Regions from separate parts of the Mus musculus genome. Here region 2 is linked to region 1. The links are chromatin contacts, called in public Hi-C maps. All regions are on one chromosome and are shown on one strand. The core of a region is the stretch at or near the end of the contact, and the rest is flanking DNA. Distances in the headings are between cores, read along the strand shown.

The links. Hi-C and Micro-C count contacts between places; a contact is called where the count stands out from the background.
Region 2: a Hi-C map of uterus shows a contact between it and region 1, with 2.4 times the contacts expected there. The contact joins two enhancer-like sites. A contact is called at or near these places in 4 of 484 Hi-C or Micro-C datasets (the 3T3-L1 cell line, nephron progenitors and uterus) and 1 of 115 datasets of contacts at active chromatin or transcription factors (fibro-adipogenic progenitors).

What each region holds. Positions count from the first base shown.
Region 1 is chr14:23,055,876-23,058,741 of GRCm38.p6, forward strand. All of the region lies in intron 2 of Gm10248 (predicted gene 10248), which reads right to left. It overlaps Lrmda (leucine rich melanocyte differentiation associated), which reads left to right. Exons shown (of 7, transcript NM_028275.1): 7 at 80-213. The coding sequence ends at 159. Among named protein-coding and RNA genes, the nearest start is that of Gm10248, 37 kb to the right of the region's middle. Within about 2 kb of position 1,571, at least 5 of the 459 cell types and tissues checked have an H3K27ac peak or open chromatin away from gene starts, as enhancers often do. A contact at or near this core is called in uterus, where this site is marked.
Region 2 is chr14:23,289,537-23,292,409 of GRCm38.p6, forward strand. It overlaps a transcript of Kcnma1 not described here. Among named protein-coding and RNA genes, the nearest start is that of Gm10248, 200 kb to the left of the region's middle. Within about 2 kb of position 1,270, at least 10 of the 459 cell types and tissues checked have an H3K27ac peak or open chromatin away from gene starts, as enhancers often do. A contact at or near this core is called in uterus, where this site is marked.

The sequences.
Region 1 (2,866 bases), core at 321-2,820:
GCATGCCTGTTTAATAACATCTGATTTTCTGAACTATATGAATTGTGCCACCAGTAATGATTTTCCTTTCTGTTTACAGGCGTCCTCGGGAAAGGTCGCTATTTTTACTATGGAAGAAATTCAGAGGGTAACAGGTTTATCCGAGATGATCAGCTCTGAAGCTAAACTCTGCACGCCTTAGCCTGTTTCATGACAATAAAGTGGAAAAGCAAGAAAAATCACAGTCTGCCTTGTGTCTCTCTAAGCACGCAATAACTTCTGCTTTTCAGTACCTTGTGCCTACTTTGCCAGGCCTGTCACGATCATCCACCTCCCTTAGACTGAGTGGTCACAGAGAGATTGACATGATTGCCCTTAAGCAGGTCTCATCCACCAGGGTGACAGACAGCAGCGGCACAGCACTGGGGCTGACAGCCAGAACACCATGACAGATTGCCTGGTCTCTCCATTGCTCACAGGGGAACAGGGGTCACACCTGGGGCCTCCTCAGGCTTGCTCACTGGCTGTGGTATAGTGATAGAGGCTCTCCTGGGCTTGCCTTCTAAGTCAAGTCCACAGATATCACTGTGCCTTGGGCTTATTTTCAGTGGAGTAGCCAACAGTACAGAAGAAGGGCACATACTCTTTATTCTTTCAGTCTGCATAGTAGGCATTATATCAGGTAATCCATAAACATTGTCTTTTATCATTGGCAATGTGTTTCCATCCATAATCCTTCAAAGGACACAACTTCTCAGGCAAGTCATGTATTGATATGTAGCTTCATAGCACAATTCCTGAATTTCCCCAAATCCCTGACTACAAAAGCATTTTGTTGTTGTTGTTGTTGTTGTTGTTGTTGTTGTTGTTGTTGTTGTTGTTCAAAATCCACTTGTCCTGAAGAAGACCCAGGGTTAGGCATCTTTCCTGTCAAAGGTTTAGCAACACCAGAGATTCTCCTTTGGCTTTTACCATATAGGTTCAGCAATGCCTATGGCCATATTTACCCTAAAAGGACAGGCTGCCAAGTCCTTTGGATTCTATGTAAATGTAGTGAGATGAAAGATGGGGTGATGGGCCAGGAGATTAGAAAACAAATGGGAGATTGTAGAAACTATCTAGCAGACCAAACAGGTTTGATAAAACAAACACCTTTAAGGTTTTCTGTTTCTCTCAGAAGACCCATGGCTAATGAGACATGAATAGATCTTTCTTTATCTTTGGTCATTTGCTGGCACTGACAGGAAAGCAAGCACAACCATGTTAGCCAGAGGGCTGCCATTTTGTCTACAACTGTCCCAGTCAAGCCACTCTAGAAGGCATCTGAAAGTCTTCTTGCACTTGACATACTGTCAAGGTATGCTTCAATAGTATACTGTGTGTTCATTTCCCTGGGTGTCCTAGCTAAGATAGCAGATCCTCCAAGAATCCCTCCAAGTTATAGACAGCAAGAGAGTTGCTAATGGAGAGTCAGTTATTGGGTCCTCAGACTCTCTGAGCTGCTGGAGAAGGACCGTCTTTCTCAGATCTAGTCTGTTTACATAGCTTCTGCCATACTGAGTGAGCCGGGTCTTGGAATAACTCATATTCAGGCTGACAGGAGTCCTGCATGGAGATTTCACAACCTCCATTCATCAGATGTTGGGAGCAGCTAATGCTAAAGTCCCCGAGACCATTAATAACTAAAGATTATACAACCCACTCATAACCCCGGTTGAGTACCTTCTCCTGTTTGATCTATACAACAGCACTGAGAGCTAATGGTTTGCATTCACATCATCAGGTCCCACCTTGCCTCTTTGTTTAGAGGCATTAGAACCTTCGGTCCATTGCATATTATGAGAAGCAAGGCTCTGTGCAAGGGCAGTGAGACTAGTCTGATGTCACAGCCAATCTAACAGCACATATATCCCTGTCTTCATAAAAGGCTTTAACCCTGCCTCAAACAATAAAAAAGCACTTGTGAACTGACCACAGAATTTTTCCATCTTTATTTTTCTTACTTGTTTACTTTTCTTAATGTCAGAACCATTTGTATCACGGGGAGGAATGTCTCCCTCAATGTGAGCTTTGGAGGCAAAAAAGAAAAAAAATTGGAGTGAGTTATTGACCACACTCTTTCCCTCTCTTTGGGCTGTTTGTTTTCTTCCAGAATGGTGTAATAACTTCAATTAAGATTAGCTTTAATTATAACTTGCGTAAAGGCCATCCTGGCAGTATATTCATCTTCGTGGTGGAATTAAAGTGAGTTTTGCTTATCCTAAGTAGGGATGATAGTAATGAATTAACATTGGGTTGTGTACAATTCTGTTGTTTGTTGAGCAAGATCTGCCTTTCTAGAACTGGACTCTCATCTGAATTGGCAGGGGAGAAAGCCCTGAGCCTTGTTTATCTAAAATCTGTAGGAATTTCCCAAACCATGTTTGCAAAGTAGGAAATTACAAGGCAGTAAATTCATCTGAAACCCAGACATGCCTCATCCTCCCCTTTGCACCTGTTTGTCTTCCTTTTGCTGGGCTCCACACAGCTTGTTCTTTGGGGAGCATTCCCAGACAACCTGATTTCCCCTTCCCAGGACACTGGTCTGAGTGCAGAGAACTTGGAGATTCATGGAATGCTGGAGCTCCCTGTTGCTTCAGCAAAGTCCGGGAGATTACTTTTTTCCTAACTAACAAAATTTTATAGAACAATTTGTTCCTCGGGGAGTACTGCTTTAGATTGTGGGAAATCCTATTAAAAGTGCTATAGCAATCATTTGCTCTTACCTTTACCAGCCCTGCTCATAAACCCTCCATCTGTTTGTTGCTTTAAATAGAAGCACATTACAAAAGATGATCACTAAATCAGGCTGCATGTCTCCGTGTTGTAGGTTTTCACATACTCATGT
Region 2 (2,873 bases), core at 20-2,519, 230 kb after region 1:
CTACCCTGGCACATTATCACTGGAGGACTAGGCAAATCCTCTCCCACTGAGGCCAGACAAGGCAGTCCAGTTAGAGTAACAGGATCCACAGGCGGGTATGTAATAGATTCAGGGATAGCCCCTGCTCCAGTTGTTGGGGGACCCGTATGAAGACCAAGCTGCCCATCTGGTACATATGTTCAGGGAGTCTAGGTCCAGCCTGGGATCACTCTTTGGTTGGTGGTTCAGTCTCTGGAAGCCCCCAAGGGCCCAGGTTAGTTGAATCTGTTGGTCTTTCTGTGGAGTCCTTGTCCTCTTCAAGTCCACCAATCCTTCCCCCAACTCTTCTGGAAGACTCTCTGAGTTCTGTCTAATCATTGACTGTGGGTCTCTGCATCTCTTTCCATTGCTCAGCCTGTTCTTTTTTACCACCCAGGAAGACCAGTACAGAGGAGGCACTTCCCACAGTGTGTTGGGTCTTTCTAAACTCATTAGCAATTAAGAAAGTGCCCCCCCAAAACATGCCCACTAGCCAAAATGTTGGAGACAATTCCACTTGAGGTTCCCCTTTCCCAGGTCTATCAAGTTGACAACCAAGATTAGCTATTAGACTCAATATGTTGAGTAAAATGATAAATTAAATCTATGTGTATCAATCTGGAAGTATAACCAACTTATTAACATATTTTCTTATTTTAAAAGGCATATTGCAAAACCATTTTTGTGGCAAGGGTGCTGAATAATTTTTCTTGATCTTAGATCCCTTGAGTTTCTGACTTTTACCCTACATTTTAAGAATGGGACAGATCTGTAAGCATGAGAACCTGTCTCTCTTTTGGAAGGCTGAGCCTCAGCAATTGAAAATAGCACTATGCCCGATGTTTACATTTTGATCTCATCCTTGCTTTATTCCTTTAGCAAGCTGTGTATTCTGTTTGCCCTACGATTTTCTCCCAGGCAGAATCTATCTCGTCTGACATTGAGAAACAGTTAATATTGATCTTGGTGAATGGCCTCCTTTGATTTTTGCTACGGAGAGATCTCAGTAGAAATTCACAGATATTTTGTTTTCTTACCAAATGGAAAACCATGTTCCACAGTCATTGTGTCCTTTTGTCCAAGCCTACTGTTTTGCAACTCAGTGCCTCATCTCTTTCATTTGGCTTCTCTGTCACTATGGATCGTTCCCTAATATTTCATCCTTTATGCAGACTCCTTCCTTGGAGCTGAACTTGGCAGTAGAGTTTGCCTGACTAATGGAGACCATATGCTCTGCAATTACATTTCCCCAACAACATTCAGATTTGTTAGCAAATATTGAGAAGACAAGTTGAGACTCTGGAGCTCAAAGATCTGTGAGGAGTTGGCAGGAGAAGGTAAGCAAGTCTGCAGTTTCTCACTCCTGGCAATAAGGTCTGCTTGGGGCTGGTTTTGTTTGAGTACTGCCTCTGCTTTCTATTCTGTTGTTTTGATAAAACATCGAGAAAAAGTACATTTGGTAAGAATGAGGCTTTTTATTTTTTTTAACTTATGGGTTTAGTCCATCACTGAGGCAAGCCAAGGGAGGAACACAGAGGCAGATACTAGCGCATGGAGGAAAGTTGCTTACTGGAGTGGTCCTTGTGGCTTGTTCAGCTTGCTTTCATATACAATTCAGGATGACCTGCCCAAGGGCGATATTGCCTGCAGTGGGCTAGACCCTCCCACATCAATCATTAATCAAGAAAATGTTTCACAGAAATGCCCACAGGCCAAGTTGTTGTAGGCAGTTCTCAATTGAGGTTTCCTCACTCCAGATGGTTCTAGTCTCTGTTGCGTTGACAAAGACTAATAAGCATACGTACCCAGAGATTTGGCTTTCAAGGTATCAATCAGATTGTTCTTCAATAGCTAAGCAAACCTTTTATGTCTCTGTAAGGGCATGCTGTACTCTCTCCCACAGATCAATTTTTAATATGTGAACCAATAATTTATTACTTCAACTAGAGACCCAGAGTCATGTTATTACATACTGTTTTGTCAACAAGTCCCAATAAAGGAATGTAAACACTAACTAATGAAGTTAGTTAATGTTGGCTAATGAAGAAGGGTACAATCTCTAATGATATTAATTTTTGACAGTCTATATATAGTACATACATGGAACCCTCTCACCAGCATCTTCTTTTCTCAGAAGCCAGGTCAGTCTTAGACTAAGGAGACTGGTGTCCTGTAAGGGCTTCAAATCCACAAGATTCTGAAGATCTAGACTCAAATAGTATCATTGTTACTGGATATTATTGACTTGGGCATTTCATCTATGGGTGTGAAGAACAAGAAGGCCCACCCCTTAAGCAAGCTTCAACCCCTGTGTTTTGATGAGGAAGAAGCAGGGAGACTTTGCTCATTTGTATGAATAGCAAGGAAGGGTAGCTAGCATGGGAGCAGGTGGCAGAAGTGATCCAGTGTTGACTTCTCAAGGTTCTATGGAATGTAGGCAGTGTCTTTAGAGCACTATATTCTGGAGTCGCCTGTAGCAGCATGTGACCCTCTCAACCAGTGTGGCCCTGTATGACTCTGAACTTTTTAATGACACCAGCGTCCATTCCTCCCCAACACTGCTCATGCCTATGTTGGGAAGTACCCTGTCCCACAGTTGCAACTGAAGAAGCAACTTCATGGCTGCTTCTGGTCCACAATTTCACCTTCACAAAGGAGAAGGGGGTGAAATGGGACCTTAGGTAACCCTCCCCACACCCTATGGGACAGTTACAAAGACACAAGAAACACTCCTTGTTTTAGAACACAAATACATAAATTTTTAATCTGCGAAAAATACAAAATGAAACCATGTACAAGTTATGTACAAACCCTTTTTACAAGACAAGAGAGTTATCACTGGTTGTTACAGATGA